Regions from separate parts of the Mus musculus genome. Here region 2 is linked to region 1. The links are chromatin contacts, called in public HiChIP or PLAC-seq maps. All regions are on one chromosome and are shown on one strand. The core of a region is the stretch at or near the end of the contact, and the rest is flanking DNA. Distances in the headings are between cores, read along the strand shown. Region 1 holds the start of Lpar3 (lysophosphatidic acid receptor 3). Region 2 holds the start of Syde2 (synapse defective 1, Rho GTPase, homolog 2 (C. elegans)).

What was found. HiChIP or PLAC-seq counts read pairs in DNA pulled down with a chosen protein or histone mark.
Region 2: an HNF4G HiChIP or PLAC-seq map of pancreatic cancer cells shows a contact between it and region 1. The contact joins the promoter of Syde2 here to the promoter of Lpar3 in region 1. A contact is called at or near these places in 6 of 39 promoter capture datasets (the 3T3-L1 cell line, hippocampal neurons, liver and 2 more), 1 of 484 Hi-C or Micro-C datasets (embryonic stem cells), 3 of 115 datasets of contacts at active chromatin or transcription factors (embryonic stem cells, extraembryonic endoderm stem cells and pancreatic cancer cells) and 2 of 9 other capture datasets (adipose tissue and liver).

The regions. Positions count from the first base shown.
Region 1 is chr3:146,216,095-146,222,226 of GRCm38.p6, reverse strand. Lpar3 (lysophosphatidic acid receptor 3) reads right to left here and starts at 1,266. Exons shown (of 3, transcript NM_022983.4): 1 at 1,080-1,266.
Region 2 is chr3:145,985,043-145,991,441 of GRCm38.p6, reverse strand. Syde2 (synapse defective 1, Rho GTPase, homolog 2 (C. elegans)) reads right to left here and starts at 3,572. Exons shown (of 7, transcript NM_001166064.1): 1 at 2,273-3,572. The coding sequence starts at 3,443. It overlaps Gm35352 (a long non-coding RNA gene), which reads left to right and starts at 3,947. Exons shown (of 3, transcript XR_376174.3): 1 at 3,947-4,070.

The sequences.
Region 1 (6,132 bases), core at 17-2,516:
CGAGGCTGTTCTGATGGAGTTCCTTCTGGTGGGAGCAAGAAGGGAAATTCTAATCACTTGTCCACTGGATTCAAATCTTTGGACCCAAACCTCACTAGCAGCAGGATAAGCAAATATCGGTAGACAGCAAACCCAAGAACTCTCTTTAGCAATTCAATCGAGGGGCATTAAGTGAAGGCTGGGCATGCACTCAACTTTCACACACTTGCAAAAAGGAGTCTGTCTAGGTCTAACATTCACTTTGTCCTCAGACTTACAAATTACAAGAAGGAGCCCTGAAGAGCCTAATGTGACATTCCAAGACCAAGAGTTGGGCAGGAGAAAAGTGTGCAATGGCAGGGGCAAATTATGAAACATTTAGGGAAAATCATCCCATTTACAAATTAACCTCTAAGTGCTTTGGAGGGCCCTGCCCATGATCCCATTAATAAAACTAAATTGTTTCCAAGATTCAGCCAGTCCTTAAATCACAAGCCTGAGAAAATTCTAAGCAGCTTCTGATAGCTGCAACTTGCACAGAGAAGGCAATGAAGAAACTGCTACAAAACAAAGCACTATTGTGGCCCGTGATGTGGGAGATGGGAGACCTTTGGCTCATCCCGCACAACCCTGATAGCGTTCAGAGCTGGTCATGGTAACTATTTCCCAAATCTTGAGACGCACGCACTCGCCTCGAGATTTTACCAACAGACAGACCACCACACCGGTGAAACTAACTGCAAGGTGGGAAATGTCACCTCCCAGGGATCCCGGGGAGAACCCGTTTCCCATCACCATATAACTTCCCAGAGTTTGGAAAGAAGCGCCCCTGCAAAGCGCGTCGCGATGGAGCCTGGCACCCCTGCTCCCGGCCCGTCAGTCCCCAGCCGAAGCCGAAGCAGCCCGGCTTTTGCATCTGCATTGCTTTTTGCTCTAGGGAAAACACGAAGTGGGAAAGCGCAGGGTACGCCACACACCGCGAGGAAAGTTCCGCCCCAGGAGTTTGGAGAAATGGATTAGAAACCAAAGAATCCCCCCAAAAAGCCCCGGCCCGCAGAGGCTCCGGGAACCTCCCATCCCGCGCTGCGCACCGCACTCACCGCTGTCGCTCGCCCGCGCCGCCGAGCCCGGGAGCCGAGCGTCCCGCCGCTGTCGCATGCCCTCGGGGGAGCGCGACGGGGCGAGCAGGCTCCGGCCAGCCAGCAGCGGAAGACGCGGAGCAGGCAGAGCCAAGCGCCTGCTCTCCAGCGTCCGCGGCGACGCGCCGGGAGTCCCGGGCAACTTTGCTAGGACGAGGGGGTGGAGAGGTGGAGGGCGGCCCGGTCCCGCCCGCCAGCCCGCCCGGCCTGTGCCTCTGCAAGTTCCCACGGGAGCGCGCCCCCCGCCGGCCAGGCTCGGATCGGCACGGCAGAAGGCCAGCGGTCCATGGAGGCGCTCTGCCTTGGTTGGGGACCTGGTGCCTATGGGGCAGCCAGCTCTGAGAGACTACCTAAGGTCCCCTAAGGGGACAGTAGCATCTAGAGGCCCTACACAGGGAGCCATACCTCAGAAAGATGCCCAGACTGAAACTCATTCCTCTGACTCTCTCTATGATGGAAGATACCTATTTGAGGTGTCTGCTGGGAAGCATATCCCTACCCCCACACTACTTACGGGAGGCAGGCTCTCAGCCAGGACCAAACCTGATACCCTAAAGCCTGAACCCCAAAGCTGCTCTAGAGTTCAAGCAACCCCAGAGGCCAAGAACAGGTCACCTTTGTGTTACAAGAGGGAACAAAGCCTGCTTAAGTTTCTCGTGGGAGTCATTTTGGCCTCCCGCAGTCAACAGTCCTGAAGGTGCTGTTTCAAAACTGACCCACCTTTGCTTAAGGCCGGGGAAAGGAAAGCAAGAGTAAAAGGCTTCTCTGCCCTAAAAACCAAATTCTGGGTCCCTGCATGCTAGAAGGTAAGCTGAGGACAAGATCCTGTGAAGTGAAGTCATTCTTAGGCAGCCCGGGGCACTTGGGAAACGTCTAGAGTGTGGGTTCGGACGTACTTCACCATCCGTTCAATCATGTGCATTCAATGGGACCCATCTCTGTACCACCGATGGCTTAGTTGGTCAAGTGCATAAGCTCAGATTGAATTTGATCCTCAGTCGAGTCATCTTGCCTCACCCACCCACAAGCCCTGTGCTGGAAAGGTGGAAACAGGACGATCCTTGGGTTTTGCTGGTCAGCCTGTCTAGCCCACGGATGAGCTCCAAGCTCTGCTAGAAACCAGGTGTTAAGAAATTGAGGAAGACACCGGAAGTTAACTTCTGGGTTCCGCGCGCGCGCGCGCGCACACACACACACACACACACACAAGCACACACACATGCACGCAGACTCTTAAGATGAAATTTAAGGATTATCTTCTTTCAACCCTTGTTGGGTCAGGGGTGTCCCACTTCTTTTCCAGATATTTTTATAAGTAAAACCAAATTAAAATTAGTACCACTTAGTAAAAACAAATGAAAACCAGTACTTCAAACGGCAAGCTCGAAGATGACTACTGGCTGGAGAGTCACTCAGAACCTTTTAAACAAACACTCACCAAACAGCCTCCTTGTGCTCTTATATTTCTGGGAAAGCAAGGAGTCACAGCCTTGTTTCGCAAAGGTAGAGGGGGTTTCAGACTGCAGCCTTGAAGGAGCTGTGCCCCTGCTGCACCCCACGTGTCTTGGTGTTGTAATGTGAGTGCTACAAGAAGTTAAAAAGTAAACAAACGAACAAATAAACAAGAATAAAGGAGTCGCAAGCCAGGATCCAAGGATGAGTTTCATGCCTGGTTTGTGGAAAGAGAGAGGCCCGTGCTCCTCTCTCCACTCTTGGACCTGCAACCATACAGACAAGAATTCACACGCCCTTCCCTTTGGGAACAATCTTAACTGAGGTTATGTTGAAATTCGCCGCCCTGGACTAATTAGCAATGAGGCTGCCTCCAGAAGCTAGCAGATGTGTGAAAAAATGGGAGTGCATCAAGGGAGAGATGTAAGTGGTACCGTCCACGTGGCGGGAGGGGGGCATGAAGCCTGCACCTGAGAGAGGAAATCTTGGCAAGGATAGCAAATGGGAGGGAGAAGGGATCTGGTTTCTTTAAGACTGTAGTAGTCCCTGGGCATCAATCATGCCCATTACAAGGCCACAAGCCCGAGAACGTGTGGGGAGCACAAACGGGACTTGGGTGATGTAAAAAGAACAAAAATGAAGACACGAAGTTGGATGGGTAGGGAGAAGAGCGTGGATCTGGGAGGGGTTAGGGAGAGGAGTAACTATGATCACAACATATCATACAAAGATCTCAAGGAAGTAACTTCTCTAGAGAGAATAGTCTACTCACAGATCCTGTTGAATACAAAGATACTTAGGAGAGTTCATCACCTAAAAGCAACATTAGTAAGATAATCCTGATGTTAATCCACGTCACTGATGGGGCGGGGCTTAGATCTTTGCCACTGTAAGGTTCACAAGCACAAGGAATGAACTTAGCAGGGAGCAAAGCTCGCTGTCTTCCAGAGGACCATTGTTTGCTTCCCAGGACTTCTGTGCAATGGCTGACAGTCACCTGTGACTCCAACTCCAGATCCAGTTCCTTCTTCGTGTCTACTTGGGCACCGGTGTGCAAGTAACATCAATAAATACAGACACATGTACATAAATACAAATAAACACAAATCTTAAAAAGTTATCGAAACAGCCATGAAGTAGGAAAATATTAATATATATTTGCTTTTTAAGTTTAGGGAGAACTTAACCAAAAAGGTAAAACATCACAAGAAATAGCCATTGATTTTACTATATGCTAAAAGTTCTATCTGCGTGTAACAAAAATAATATTTTAAAATAACAATCCACTAACGAGTAGGAGAGAAAACTGTCGACAGCTGATGGTGGCTGAAAGATCAGTGCCTTCCTGTGGTGTCTGTTGAAAGGCACAGAGGAACTCCTGAAAGCTTTTTGTTTACTGATGTGTGTGTATTTCACATGCACACATTTGTGTGTATGTGTGTGCATGTGTGTGCATGTGTATGTGTGTGCATGTGTATGTGTGTGTATATGTGTATGCATGTGTGTATGTGTGTGTGTGCATGTGTGTACATATGTGTGTATGCATGTGTCTGTATGCATGTTTGTGTGTGTGTGTGTGTGTGTGTGTGTGTGTGTGTGTGTGCCAGCCAGGTGTTAGTGTGTGCTCTTGGAGATCAGAAGACATCCGATTCCTTGGAGTTGGAATTACAAACATTGGAGATCCTGTTCTGGGACCTGAACTTGGGTCCTCTGGAAGAGCTCTTAAGTTGAGCCATCTCACCAGCCTCAAGAAATTCTAATAGTTAAATTTTTAATATAAAAACAGAAAATTAGCCAAGTAAACCAACAATTAATGTTCTCATGAACGAAAGTGGCCAAAAATATGTGATAACATTTTTAACAGGTCTAACTGTAAAAGAAGAATAAACTCAAATGAGACACTACTTACTAGACTCCAAACTGGAAACTACTTTAGTGCAGAAGCGAATGGGATTTACTATAATGTGCTCATTGTTTTTTCCACAGAGCCCCTCTCCTATGTCTCGGCTCTGTCTCCCTGCACCTCCCCTCCCACCGCCCTTTTCTTGCCTGGTGTTCCCCATCCTACTTCCTTGTCATGTAGAGTTCCATGACCTTAACCTCCACACACCTCATACATAAAGACTAAAATCTAGGATCCACACATGAGAGAAGAGATGTGGTATGTGTCTTTCTAAGTATGAGAGACTTTGCTTAGCATAATGATTTCCAGCTTCACCCGGTTTCAGGCAAATTTCATGCTTGTTTTTCTTTACAGCTGAATAAACTTCCATTGTGCTGTATACATCTACCAAAATTCCCTTATCCACTTATATTTTGATAGACATCTAGGCTGGCTTTTTCTAGCCATGGTAAAATACTGTAGAAGTTGCCAAAATGTTTTCTGTTAGTTTTGTTTATTTTTAGTGGAGGTTCCCAGTATTGACTAAGATTTAAAGGGAATGTATAATTTTATGCATTGCAGGTGGGATATAAATTCGTTTGATAATTCTGGTGGGTGATTTGCATTCCAGGGTCCATGTTTAACTGAGGTGTGCTTCATGATCAGTCTCTCAAGCAACACTGTGGCCCCGTGGTCACAGTCTACCCATCTTAAGAATGGAAGTCGAAGGGCCGGGTGTGGTGGCACACACCTTTAATCCCAGCACTTGGGAGGCAGAGGCAGGCAGATTTCTGAGTTCGAGGCCAGCCTGGTCTACAGAGTGAGTTCCAGGACAGCCAGGGTTACTCAGAGAAAAACCAAAAAAAAAAAAAAAAAAAAAAAAAAAAATGGAAGTCAGGGACAAGCAGAAAGCTCTGGAGCAAAGAGGAAGTGCATTTTTTTTTTTTTTACTGTCCTTAAGGCTGTATATCTCAAGGCTTCTGATGGTACCAGTTGATTGTTGGGCATGGAGAACTGTAAACTCCCTCAGGAGAATAGAGAAGCTGAGGTGTGAATACCAAGGCTTTAACTTCCCCTTTACAAGATGCACAAAAATAAAACAGAAGATCACAGTTCTGTGTTGACGTAAGCCCAGAAATTCAGTAATGGCCAAAGGAAGGTTAGACGTGGTAAGGAAGCAGCGTTTCTCTGACAACTTTTATATATGTACATGTATAAAATAATAACGGAATGCTGCTATAAATTATGAGGTCGATATAAGAGGGAACTGGCCGGGCGGTGGTGGCGCATGCCTTTAGTCCCAGCACTCGGGAGGCAGAGGCAGGCGGATTTCTGAGTTCGAGGCCAGCCTGGTCTACAGAGTAAGTTCCAGGACAGCCAAGACACACAGGGAAACCCTGTCTCGGAAACCAAAATAAATAAATAAATAAATAAGGAACTGGAACATTTTTTTTAAACTTAACAATGTCCATGCTGTTTGATTGGGTGATTTAACATTTGAGAGTTACCCTACAGTGAGCACCACTACAGATCCATGAAGATTTTAACATATATGTAACATGTCATGCCACAAACACAGATATCCAACGAAAGCTGTAGTGGAAAACTGTTCAAATATATTTTCATTCATCAACCAAAAGGACTAGTATACAGACAAAGCTCACGTTTCCTAGAACAGAT
Region 2 (6,399 bases), core at 2,323-4,822, 230 kb after region 1:
CTCTGCTGCTGAACGACAGCGGCCTCGTCTCGGGTGGAGACGGGAGAGGAGTAAAACCTGTGGATGAATCCAGAACAGTCTAGGACCCGCGCACCGAGAGCTGGCGTAACTATGCACATCCTGAGATACCTAAACGCTATTCTGTCATGCCCGGATGCTGAGGAGTTAATGTGTGATGGGAAAGGAAGCCAGGAGGGCCAGGCTTAGGGAGGGGACTGCAGCAGCTTCAGGGTAGATGTCTCATAAAAGGCTGCGGCAGAGGTTGCAATGCGTGGTTTTCATTTCTTTTTCAGTTATTATCACTTCCAGATTTAAAGTCAAATGGAGGGCTGGTGAGATGGCTCAGTGGGTTAGAGCACCCGACTGCTCTTCTGAAGGTCCAGAGTTCAAATCCCAGCAACCACATGGTGGCTCACAACCATCCGTAACGAGATCTGACACCCTCTTCTGGTGTGTCTGAAGACAGCTACAGTGTACTTACATATAATAAATAAATAAATCTTTAAAAAAAAAAAAATTAAAAAAAAAAATAAATAAATAAAGTCAAATGGAAGGAGCAACAAATTCATCCTATGAAGAAAAATATTTAACTCCCCGAATATCTGCAGGATCACTAAAGTAATTCGATGGTGAATGTTTTTACATAGTTCTGTTATCAGTGAAATTTATCATACAGAGTTAAAGGAACTTAAAGGCTGTGAATGTAAGACTTTTTATTACAAGTACTTTAGATCTGGGGGAAAGCAGTAGTAGTAGTAGTAGTAGTAGATTTTGATGTGAGCTTGGAAAAGTGCATCTCTCTTCACAAAGACTTGTCTACTATCTCTTTATTCAGGTGAAATAGAATTAGAATCTATTGTTTAATGTATAATGTCTATAAATCATATAAAATCATATTTTAGTTAGAACTTGGATTTCTCCCCACATTTGTGTTTATAATTTCAAGTTACTGTGCAGTAATTCAGAGAGACATGTGATCTTTTTTTCCCTTTTTTAAAAAAAAAACAGGGTCTTACTCTGTAGGCCACACTGGCCTTGAACTTGCAGAGATGCACCTGTCTCTGCCTCCAGAGTGCTAGGATGAAAGGCCTGGGCCACCACAGCTGGGCTGGGTGTGTATTCTTCCAGGAAACCCTCAAATTCTTCCAGCACTTAACTATTTTTAAAACTCCTCACTGAAAGTTTCTGTCTTTAAGGGGGTGTCAAGATGCCACATGGTTTTGATTCACCAGAGAATTTTGATATTTACAACAAAATTCAGAGATTTCTAAAACTAGACCCTCTGAGAATTTAAAAACATGCACATAGCAAACCAAAGATTTTGCATACTATATAAGGACAACCAGACTTAAAAAATTTTTTTTCTACTATAAATAGTGTTTTCTAAGTTTTCAAGTGGACTTAGGTGCTTGCACTTGGCCCTGAGTGACATTTACTTTCTTTACAAACCAGTATCATAGGTGTTCTACAAGAGAACGAAATCCTAGCTTTGGATTAAGAGAGAGAGAGAGAGAGAGAGAGAGAGAGAGAGAGAGAGCCCGAGAGAGCGCGTGCTCACGTGAATGTCTAAGCTCAAGTATGTGCGGTGCCTGGGTGAGAAGAAAAACAGCCTAATAAGTAAAATGACAGTTTATGAAGCCTATAAAATTCTACCTTGGATCGAATTCAGACTCACAAACTTCCCAAGTCTTTGAGTTTGCCTAGAGCTACAGAAAAGAAAAGAAAAAAATTAAAATAGCGCCCCCCTCCTCCCGCATCAAAACCTACATTAAATGCATGTAAAGGACTTAAAACCTTCATTCACTGTTGTCCTAAGGGAGGGAGCACGCTGACTCTTGGAGAAGAGAAAAACAAAAAATCCGAAAAGGGAAAGAAGGAAAAAGCAGGAAGCAGGAGAGAGGGAGGAGGGGAAGGGAGGGGGCGCAAAGACCACAAGATTTAATGTATGACATTAGCAGCGACCCGAGACCCGCAGAAGCCCACTCGGGAAACAGTACACCAGTGGTTCTCAACCTGAGGGTCTCGACCCCTGTGGTGACTGAACTAATTTTTCACTGGGGTCGCCTAAGACCATTGGAAAACACAGATATTTGCATGACGTCTCATAACAGTGGCAAAATTACAGTTATGAAGTAGCAACGAACATAATTTTATGGTCGGGGGCACCAAACATGAGGAACTAGATTCAAGGGTCACAGCATCAGAAAGGCTGAAAACCACCACACTAGAGGCTCAGGGCGCTGCTTAGCATATTGACTGCAAAGTGTCCTACCTGTCAGTGTGATTCTTTGGTCCGTTGTCACCGAGAGGACGTGGTTTTCATGCACTTTCCAACTGCCCAAATTTGGAGAGGTTGTCTGCGCTCCGGGAACTTTGGGTGCTGTCCCGCGATCGCGACCCTTCATCCCCAGGGACAGCAGACGTCCTTTGTACATCCACTTCTGCAGTTTCTTGACAGTCACCGCAGGTGGCTTGAGGGGAAGATCCTCCGGATGGTCCTCTTGGCTGCTGGATATCACAGAGGTCCCCACAGGATCCTTAAAGGGTCGTCCCGAGGACCCGCTGGGGTCATGGCAGATGGGAGGCAGGAGAGCGGCGGACGTAGCAGCCCTGTGGCTGCCCGGGCTCCAGCCGTCCATCCCACCTCCACGTGGCTGGGGCTCGTCCCTGTCCCGGTGCGCACCGCACCTGATGCAGCTGTCGCTCGCCCACCGCTGGAGCAGAGGCGGCCGCCGGCTCACGCGGAGGCTCTCGAGACTTCTGCAACTGGACAGTTGTATCCGAGGACTGGGAGGCCGTCCCTCTCTCGACTCCGTCGGAGGCGACCGGGGCGGGGACACCTGCTGCGGAGGGCGGTCGCCGCCTCGGAGGCTGCAGGCTGGGCGCACGGCTGCGCCGCGGGGGAGAGGCGGCTGCTGGCCCTGAGCCCGGGCTCCCGCGGGTCCGCCCCGCCGCGTGCCCGAGTCAGGGGGTAGGTCGTGCATGGCCTGGATCAGCAGATAATAGGCCTCTCGCAACTGGGTCTGCAGCCTGCCCGTCTCCAGGCGGCCGCCCTCCATCCCCGGGGAGGAGCCCGGCGCTCGGGAAGGCGAGGCCCGCAGCGCCTCCGCCCCCTCGGGCGCGCAGCCCGCCGGCAGGTTCTCGTAGTAGTCGGCGCCCTCGTCCTCCCCGTCGTCGTCGCCGCTGCCCCAGGCGCCTGGGGAGGCGCGAGCAAGCGCGCGGCCCAGAGCGGCGGCCTCCTGCGCCCCGCGAGACCATGGCACCCGCGCGCCCGGCTGCTCGGTCCCCCATGCGGGCCGCTCCATACCGGGGCCCGCGAGCTCGTGGGGCGGCGAGCGTCCCTCGGAGAGCGAGGCCGCCACGGAGTCCGCGTGCAGCCCGAGCGCGCCGGGAGCGTGCCGCTCTCGGAGCCGGCCGAGCGTCCTCCGCAGGGGCTCCGCCATGAGCGCCGCCCTCAGCAGCCCGGCTCGCCCGGGGCGCGGGGCGGGCTCCGAGTCCCGCGCGGGCGGAGGCGGCGGCTCTCCATGACCACGGCCGGTCCTCGCCAGCTCCTCACATACTTGGCATAACTCGGCAGCGGCGGGTCGGTAGAGGGGGGCGCGGGCGCCGCAGCGCGCATGCCCCGGAACTAGAGCCGCGACGGGGCGCGCGGGCCAACACGCGGCGTTCCCGAGGTGGGCGCTCCGGGGGCGGGGCCTGCGCGGCTGCAGAGAGGGAAAGGTGGAGCGGGTCGGGCTGCCACCCCGCCAACCGCCCCGGCCCCTCCCCGCTGCCCCCTGCGCGAGGCGGGGCTCCGGTGCAGCAAGTCCTAGCTTGAGAGTAACAAAGACTGTTTGGACCGACCAAGTGCGAGTGCAGGTGTATCTCACAGGAGCGTTGTCCCCAAGATGTTCTGATCGGTTCCCTGCTCCCCGGAACTGTTGGAAAGGAATTTGCGGGGCTAGAGAGGTCGCTCGGTTGTAAGGATCGCTGGCTGCTCTGGTGTAGGACTCCAGTGTCAGGGGTTCCGAAGCCCTCTTCTGGCCTCCGCTGGCACCCGGCATGCGTGTTGTAAACCGTCATAGGTGCAGGTAAAACAACCATGCACGTAAAAATAAACAATAAAAAAGAAATCTGTAGCAAATCCTATTCAATAAGGAATTTTTAAAAAAAGTCCTTTATGTACTAGATCACTTCGGTTCCCTCTTTTTCAAATCTGTTTCTCCTTCTGTAAAAATGATACCTTCTCATCCAACGTTAATCCCTAGATCAAACAAAACTTGTTAAATGGAACCACAGATAAGAGCCCCGGGTACAACTACCAAACTAAAAGCGCTAGTTTACAGCTTTTAAATGTAAAAATGCTAACTGAAATTCAGTGTTCACTGGGTCGAAATAGAGAAAGGGTGAAATTTGGAAATACCTACTCTCAATACCAAACCCTGCCTGGCCTGGCACTGATCGATAAGAATCAGTGTTGCCATCATCTCTGATTTCAGCTATACTTTTTGGTTGTTATGCATTGGGAATGACCTTTGAGCCACTCATACCGCACAAATATCTAGCACATGCTTGCACTTAGTAGGTACTCAAGTCCTCCAAAAGTGGTAGTTGAGTGAATGGTCCTTACTTATTCCAGTATGGTCCTCCATGTAAGCCCAGCTGCTTTCTGTGCCTAAACGCTCCATCCTCTCAGCTCACTTGGATCTGTGCCGTTTGTTAGCGCCTGGCTCTCTGCCTTTGGAGTCATCCCCCTGTATCTGTATGCGTGTAATCTTCCCTGTGCTAGGCTTGGTGTGGTGGTATACTTGCTTGTGGAAGGAGGCTTAAGATGGAGGCAGTAGGAGGACAGCCTGAGGCCCTCTCTCAAAAAGCTAAACAAAGGAACAAAGAAACTGACAGGAGTGCCCCTCAGGTGAAGGCAAAGCTTTCAAGCCTAAAGATTTGAGTCAATTGTATCAAGACCCACACCCTGGAGGTGAGGAGCCATTGCTTTGTGACCTGAGACTCACTCCAAAACACAGGAATGCAGAGGGGAGGCTGAAGGGCTACCTACCCATCCTCCTCTTCACCATGGAGTCAGCTCCCACACAGACTAGGTCTCAGGTTCTACCAAACTTCAAGAGTCCTTATCACTACACAGCACACATTCAAAACACATATACCCTGCATGCCACACATATACCACACACACACACATATATACCACACACACACACCACATACACCACACACACCACACATACACCACACACAACACACATGCATGCATATACACACAAACACATATATACCACACACACACCATGCACAAGTACACTACACAAACACACCACACATATACACATGCTACACATATACCATGCATATACACCACACACATGTATAAACACACAAATCTTTATCATATATTTGTTGGAACAGATTGTTTCAGGTATTTTTTTTGTTTTACATAATTCGTATGCATGTTTTGTATCTTTTATTTAAAAAATTCAAAATTGACCCACTTCCTAAGGACAGAAACTATAATCCCTTGTTGTATTGGGGTAAACCCAGCATCCTAAACACTACATGAGGAAGCTTCTTAGTTGACAGCAGTGTTATAGACAAGAAGCAGCTTCAGTTTCCAGTCCGTCGCTCAACTCTCCACTAGACCACAGTGTTCTCATGCTGTTTTGAAACTCTTTCGTAACACACTGAAAACTTGTAGACATAATCTCAATACTTAATCTGAAACGTTACACTACGATGTTCAGACCTTAATACCAACGGTGCTAGGATATTTTTATTGCAGGAACCCAAGGCTATTTTATGAATAGTCAAGGCATAAAAATATTCCACAGTGAAATATTCCCACAGGAAATGACTGATAGCAAAGCTGCCAATAATGGGTTCTATAAACACAATTTGATCGCTATCTCAGAAGTTGTTTTCCTTCCAACTAAATTGCACAATCTTTTTATTCTTTGTAGTTAACAGAGTTTAAAATGCCATAAGCTTTGCACACACAGGCACAGGCACAGACACACACACAGACACACATACAGGCACAGATACACAGACACACACACAGGCACACAGACACACAGGCACACACACACAGGCACACACACACAGGCACAGACAGACAGACACACACACCTATATATTAGACTCTGTCCTTAATTCAACTTGCTAACTTATTCAAGAGTCATGAAATTTACTGGCCAATGTAATATGCTGTACATTGCTTTAGACATCACTAAGAACCAAGCTCAGTATAGCATCTCACAGTGAAACTTAACCCTGCTTAAAATTGAGGATGGGAAGAGGGCTGGGGCTATGGCTCAGTTCAGAGTGCTTTGAGTGGGCACAAAACTCGGGATTCTATCCCAACCCCCCTCCCCACACCCCGAACAGGTTGAGTGTAGTGACCCACAC